Linked DNA regions of Sus scrofa: region 2 is linked to region 1. A link is a contact called in public promoter capture Hi-C data. All regions are on one chromosome and are shown on one strand. Each heading gives the region's core, a stretch centred on a gene start, on an enhancer-like site or on the middle of the called end of the contact. The rest is flanking DNA. Distances are from core to core; before and after follow the strand shown.

Region 1 (3,463 bases), core at 303-2,802:
TCCATAAGTTTAGACCATCAACTTTTAGAAAAATTTGAAAGATGCCTGAAATAATTTAAGAATTGGCTAAGAAGTGATATGAAATGGCAGTTCTGCTCTTCCAATACCTCCTATGAGAAAAGCTTCACTGTGTCACTGAGCTCAAAACTCTCAACCCTAGACTCTGCAAACACTCCCTATCCTAGAATTCAAGGATCATCTGCCCCTCTGTTGTTCCTTTTTGGTTTCCACATAAAAGTCACTCGTTTCCCTTCCAGCTTACATCAGGCTCCTGAAAGGACTCCTTTAAATCCTTTGATGAAAATCACCAAACCGTGCGGAAAGGCTGGTTCTTTTCAGTTCTTGGGCAGAGAAGCCATGGTGTCAAGACCTAGAACTTCAAACATGAATATGGCACCTCCCCCTACCTTCAGGGAGCCCACGCTTTTCCTCTAACTCTGAAAAAGTATGCCCTCCTTGGGCAGCGTCTATTAAAACCTAGTGACAAAGTACTTCATAGCCTTGGAGGAAGAGCGAGGGTGGAAACAGACTCTGCCCTTATACTGGATGCCGTGTAACCATAACAACCGATGGTTTAAGTAACCATCAACCCACCGATGGGCTAAGTTTTCCAAAAACCATTTTTGAAAGGGGAAAACTCCCCTGCACCGACTCCCGCGTCAGCCATGCATTCTAGGCAGCGTGCGTGGTGCAAGTGAAGCCGGCGGTCCAGTCCATCTCCGGCCCCACGGTTGCATTCGTGAGCTCGCCAGCAGCACAGCCTACGCCGTCACACCCGCGCTCCCGGGCAGGGCACCTGGCGTTAGGCCTCAGCCCAATGTCACTTGTTAACCTTCCAAACCCTCGGCTTTCGGGACGCCGCCGCCTCAGGTCTAAGGCACGCAAACCACCCACCGCCACCCGCGATTTCCAGGAGTTAGAGGAAAAACAACCCGAGGCGCAGCCAGCCTCTGAAGGATCCGCGTAAAAGTAACTATGGTTCTCGACTTTCAGGCATTTCGCGACGATGGCGCGGGGGGCGGCAGGAACGCGGGGCCCCATTCATAAAATTACAAGCCGTTTTCCCTTAGTTTGCATGTGGGCAGTCCTCCCCGGCCGGGGCCGAGTCCGGAGCCAGCGGACGGCATGCTACAGCGACCCGCCAGCTCACACCTCCAGCGGGGTCAAGCCCAGACCGCCCCACACCGCCCCAAAGGGAAGAAGGGTGCGCCCGAGGGCGTCGCGAGTGGGCGTCCCCGTCAACACCCAAACCGTGACAGTGGGTTCCTGAGGAGCCGGACCCCCGCGCCCCGCCGCACTAACGGCCGCCAGCCCCGGGCCGCACGCTGGACCCAGTGAAGCCGGAGCCACCCAACCCAGGCCTTCTCAGCGGGCGGTCCCTCCACCGCCCCGCCTGGCCCCGAGCACGCTCACCCTGGATCCACTGGCTGCCTCATTGTAGTGCGCCGGCGCCCGTACTCCACGGCCGCCTCGGCTCCGGCTTCGGCTCGGGCTCCCGCAGCCGTCCGGCCGCCCGCCCGCCCCGGGGCACCGGCCGCCCCGCCCCGCCGGCGGATCCGCCCCGCGCCCGCGGCCGTCGCCTCCAACCAGAGGGCGGCGGGGGCGGAGCAGGCCGCGCGCCAGGCCCGGCCAATCCAGCCCCTACCCGCGCGCCGAGGAGCAGCCGCGGAAATGGGCGGGCGATTGGTCAGGCCTGTTAAAGGGGCCGCCGTCCACGAGGCCCGGGAGAGGGACTGCGGCGGCGTTACCTGGAAGAGCCTGGAGTGGAGGGGTAAGAGCTTCTCTTCTCTCCCAGGCCAGCAGCCCGGCTCTTATCAGCACTTTGTACTTATTAATTTCCTCCTCCTGCAACCTAGCAACAAGTAGAGATAGAACCTGCCTCTGTCAGAAGAAGAAACTGAGGCTCGGAGAAGCAAGGGTCTCCCGCTTGGCAAATGGACTCTAATTTGAGGTTTAGAGTGCTGTCAGACACATCTGTTCCCGTGCAATCCCAGATATTCGCCTCACCCTGCAGGATTTCTAACAGACATTCCCTGTGTCTGGAATGGAACTGGGGAAAGTATACATTTCTCAACATCCCTCCCCCGCGGTGATTCTGATGTAGGTGGTACAATAGCCACACTCAGATATATATTTCACAGTCCATCACTGTAATGAAATTCTGCTTCAACTGCCACAAATAAAGATAACCTCTTTTTTTTTGTTGTTTTCATTCTGAAGATCAATAATATATGTTTAGGAAACTTGCTGGGCTGGAGGCTGCCTACTGAGAAACTCAGAACATTCCGTGAATGGGTCATACTAAGACCTGAACTTGAAGGGCACGGGGCGGGAATGAAGCAACTAGCCGGTCTTGTTCTCTGACTCATGAGACAATGCTTAAATGCTTTAAGGGCAAACACACCCTTCCTCGTTGCCATCACCAGGCCCAGTTATAACCCTTGCCCTTCTGGAACTTGACTCCCACACCATCAAGCCCTGCTCACCCTCCCAGACACATTCCTCTCCCCATCCCCATGTCCCAGACATACATCTGACCCAGAAGTCATGATCTGAACTTGAAAGTCAGCTCTTCCACCAGAACCCGCAAATTGAACAACAACCCCCCTTTTTTTTGCTCTGATATCTGATGAATGCTGTGTTCACCAGCAACAGCTCCACACACACACATGAGTTAGCCTCATCGGGATGAAGTCTCTGGGTTGCAGACATCACTGCCTGGGATCACCATTTGCTTCCCCTTGGCCTTCCCAAAGAAAAAGGAATCCTTGTTTGAAATGGAGAGGGCTCCAGTTGTGGAAATCTGGAAATGTGCAACATAGACAGTTAATTAATAGAGAAACAGGAGTTCCTGACGTGGCTCAGTGGCTAACGAATCCAACTAGGAATCATGAGGTTTCAGGTTCCATCCCTGGTGTCGCTCAGTGGGTTAAGGATCCGGCGTTGCCATGCGCTGTGGTGTAGGTCGCAGATGCGGCTTGGATCCTGTGTTGCTGTGGCTCTGGAGAAAGCTGGCAGCTACAGCTCCGATTAGACCCCTAGCTCAGGAACCTCCATATTCCGCAGGTGCAGCCCTAGAAAAGATCCAGAAAAAAAAAAAAAAAAAAAAAGAAAGAAAGAAAGAAACAGCCCAAAGCTTTTCTTGGCCACATCTTAAAACTTCCACCTGGAGTGGGGGTGGGGCGTGGAGGTGGAAGCCTGGGGCTGCACCCTGCAAGGGTCCTGGAAAACTGGCTGTGTGCATCTCAGAGTGGGCCCCCACCCCCACCCCCAACCCTCCTTGCCTGGGCCTTGCCTGGGCCAAGCCCTACATAAATATTAGCTTCATTAACACAGTGTCAGCCTGACCTCAGATTGGAGGGCAATAAGATCCAGTATGATTCCTTACAAGAAGCCCTTCTTTTTGAAAAGTGAGGAATTTGGATGCTTTGAATATATTATAACACTAACACTTCCCACCTTT
Region 2 (3,463 bases), core at 368-2,867, 430 kb before region 1:
GTGTAGAAAGAATTCCTTTTCTTGATTTAGTTTTTTCCCTTTCCCCTATTTTCATCACTGGTTTTCTAAACTTCCTCCATGTCTGGGATTACAACTATACACAATGCATTTGAGCCACAATACCTCTAAGAAACCTAGTTCAAGGGTGGGGAGGAAGAGATATAACCAGTTCAGTACTTATGGGTGAATAGGCTCCTGGCCTGAGGCAGATAATCAGAAAAGATTTAGTTTCTTCAACTCTCAGGGAGGAGAAATAGTCTTGAGGGGGGGACGCCAAAGAAAAACACCAGTCAGTCGATGAAAAACTGTCTTAATGCCACAAATACATACTGGAATACGGTTCTACTCCAACAGATATTTCAATAAGAAAAGGACCAATTCGAACAGCTTTTCCTCTCTTGGTAAAAATCAAGTTAGAATATGCTAGGATATCTTGGCACTTCTCCTAGCAGAGAAGTTCCCTATTTCCAGAAAACGTGAACAATTTTATTTCACCACTCCCCTTCTCTCGCGCTCACTTACCCACCCACACCCCAAATCGACTGTGGGCGCTTAAACATTTTGAAAAGCAAGACAATTAGAAGCTCTACTTAGGTTGATTCAGGGAATACTCTTTCCTAACAAGGACCTGACCTACCTAGCCTGGGATGAGATGGGGATGCGGGACCGGGGACGCGGGGGGGGGGGTTTCGGGGAGAGTGCAGCACTAGGATACGCCGCCGCCTCTTAGCTTCATCAAGACAAACCGCCACCTGGGCCGCAGGTTTCCCACCTGAAAATCAGGGGAGAAGGGAGGGAAAGCACGCTCGCCTCTTCTGCCCGGAAACTCCACTCGGGTGTGTCTGGGCCTGGCCCAAGCCTATTCTGCTCTCCGGCTGCAGCCCCTCACTGCGGGAACCGAGAAGGATTCGGGTGAAAAGGGGCCCGTGAAGGGCGAGAGGGTGCTCGGGATGGCCGCTCTGAAAGAGGGTGCCCCTGAGAAGATGTAATTGGCATCAGAGCGAGGAACGACTGATCCCTGGAGCGCACCAGGCGGTCCCGCCAGCCCGGTACCTGGTCCTGGAGTAAGCAAGCAGTCCCGACCCAGTCTCAGCTCCGCCTCCTTAGTTTACCGCCGCGCTGCCGCCGGGCCGGTTGCTGGGAGGAGGTACGCAACGTGCCATGCGCAGTAGAGGGACCCGGGGAGGGCTGGTAGAGAGCTCCGCCCTGCCTCGGCCCCACCCCGGAGCTGGACAGGAGGCCCCGCCCAATCACTCCAAGGAGCGAGGGAGCCCGGTCCCTGCTCCTCTAGGCGGGGCGAGGAGGAGCGAGGAAGCTCCTCGTTGCCCCGCCCCACCAGCGCGGGAGAGGAAGCCCCGCCCCGGGGCGCCGCAAGTGGGGGCAGTTCTGCCTGAGTCCCGCGTGGCTGCCGTGCGGAGGGTCCTCAGCCGCGCCCCGCGGAAAGCGGTTCTCCAGTTCTGAGTTAACCTTTTTACGCGCAGCGCATACCTGAGGGCTTTCGGCCTCCAGCAGAAGGGACCCGTTTCTCCCGTGTGTGGAAGCCAAAGACCTAGCTTGTCGTCGGTGTCGGCTCGGGGTCCGAAAAGGGCTGCCAGAGCTTCCGTCGCGCTGCAGGAAGGAAGTGGGATGATTTCAACAATCAAGAGTCAAGGGAGCTAGAGTAAGGCACGGCAACACTGGCTGCTGATTTGGCTACTTTGAGTACTTTTTTTGGGTGCCTTTCCTTTCGTGTGATGGGATTTTAGTGGAAAAAACAGCCTCATACTCTCAAAGGCCCTTCACTTTGGCCTCCGGGGCACCGGATTGACAGGCTTCAAAGGGGAAAGCCATCCTCTCTCTGTGGCACAGATTCCTTATCTGTAAAAGGAGGAAAATACCTGAACCAATGAGAACTATCTTTATTCCCCCCTCTGGATCTTTGTCCTGGATCCTTTGTACAAGGTTTTTTGGTTTGTTTGTTTTTTTGGTGGTGCCCGGGGCATGCGGAAGTTCCCGAGGCAGAAAAGGAACTCGCGCCACAGCTGTAACCAGAGTCACAGCAGTGACAAGGCTTGATCCTCAACCCCGCTAAGCCACCAGGGAACTCCCGGTTCTGGATCCTTTGACCCACAACTCTGTCTGCAGAAACGTGTCAGGTTCGCCTTGGTGGGGAAGCTAGCCTAAGCAGAGGCATGCAGCTCTTGAGAAAGGATGAAGCAATAAATGATGGAGCAAGACTCCTTCTGTGAGACTTTTTTTAGTGACTCCGCCCACGCTGGTGGGGGTGGGGTGGATCCCAAAATGGACATACTCCCTCAAGTAATGAACACTCACCCCTACCAGCTATGACCCTTGGCACACATTCATGCTGGTCTAACTTCCAAGATGGGGGAGAAGTTCAGCTACCTTCAAACAGGGGCTGTCGGAAATGTGCAGCGAAACTGAAATGTGAACTTTGCCAGTGCATCTCAGCGTCTCACTAAATTTTACCCACATCACTTTGATCTCATCTAGTGCTTTATAACATTCCAAAGCAGTATCCTCACTATTCTCTGTCAAATAAGATAACTTTTTTTTCAGCAGCAGACTTGGCAAATTTACAAAGCAAGACAGTAGCAGAAATTGAAGTAAAATTCCCTGCAATGTTTTCCATTTGTTTGGTCTTGCCCACGGCATATGGAAGTTCCCAGGCTAGGGATCAAGCTCATGCCACACCAAGGACCTGAGCTGCCCTGCAATGTTCTTTTCAAAAGACCTTCTTCACCTGTTGTCTTTAGAATCAAGGGTATTAGAGGAGTCAGTGCCTGAAAAGATGACAAACATTTTTTTTTTTGCCTTTTTTTAGGGCCACACCTGTGGCACTCGGAGATTCCCAGGCTAGGGATCAAATCGGAGCTGCAGCTGCTGGCGTACACCACAGTCACAACAATGCAGGATCTGAGCCACGCGTCTGCAGCCTACGCCATAGTTCAGGGCAACTCGGAATCCTTAACCCACTGATGGAAGCCATGGACAGAACCCACAACCTCATCATTCCTAGTCATATTCGTTTTCGCTGCACCACAACGGGAACTCCCAGTGCCAAACTTGATGCAGCCATCACAATGGGGAATTTAAACATGGTAGTACTTGCCATCTAATCCCCAGCCCAATAGCTATGTCATTTCCTAACTGGATGTCAGTTGGTCAAAGTGGCTAAAAGATTTTCGAATCTTCTTGACTGCACACAAAAGCTAGTTGGGCAAACTTTCAGCCTTGACTCTGTTTCAGGGAGCAAATTTCCTTGCAAAAGGGCATACTAAAGCCAGATAACTCAGAAAATGGGTGTAGTGAAAGGTCAATTTTCAGAGTTTACAAACATAGTCTCCTCTTGCTTTGCTTTTGAGTCCTGGAATGTACAAGCTCCCTAATGTTTTCCACTTACGTTTAATAAGGGTGGGAATCTCCAAGATCTTTGGAGCTTTCCGAAACCTGCTTGAAGATT

What was found. Promoter capture Hi-C pulls out the DNA fragments that hold promoters and counts their contacts.
Region 2: a contact with region 1 is called in a promoter capture Hi-C map of liver, with 2.2 times the contacts expected there. The contact joins the promoter of STRADA here to the promoter of TEX2 in region 1. A contact is called at or near these places in 1 of 5 promoter capture datasets (liver) and 1 of 2 datasets of contacts at active chromatin or transcription factors (alveolar macrophages).

Annotation. Positions count from the first base shown.
Region 1 is chr12:14,762,543-14,766,005 of Sscrofa11.1, reverse strand. It overlaps TEX2 (testis-expressed protein 2), which reads right to left and starts at 1,552. Exons shown (of 15, transcript XM_021066767.1): 1 at 1,414-1,552.
Region 2 is chr12:15,189,947-15,193,409 of Sscrofa11.1, reverse strand. STRADA (STE20-related kinase adapter protein alpha) reads right to left here and starts at 1,617. Exons shown (of 11, transcript XM_021066785.1): 1 at 1,489-1,617.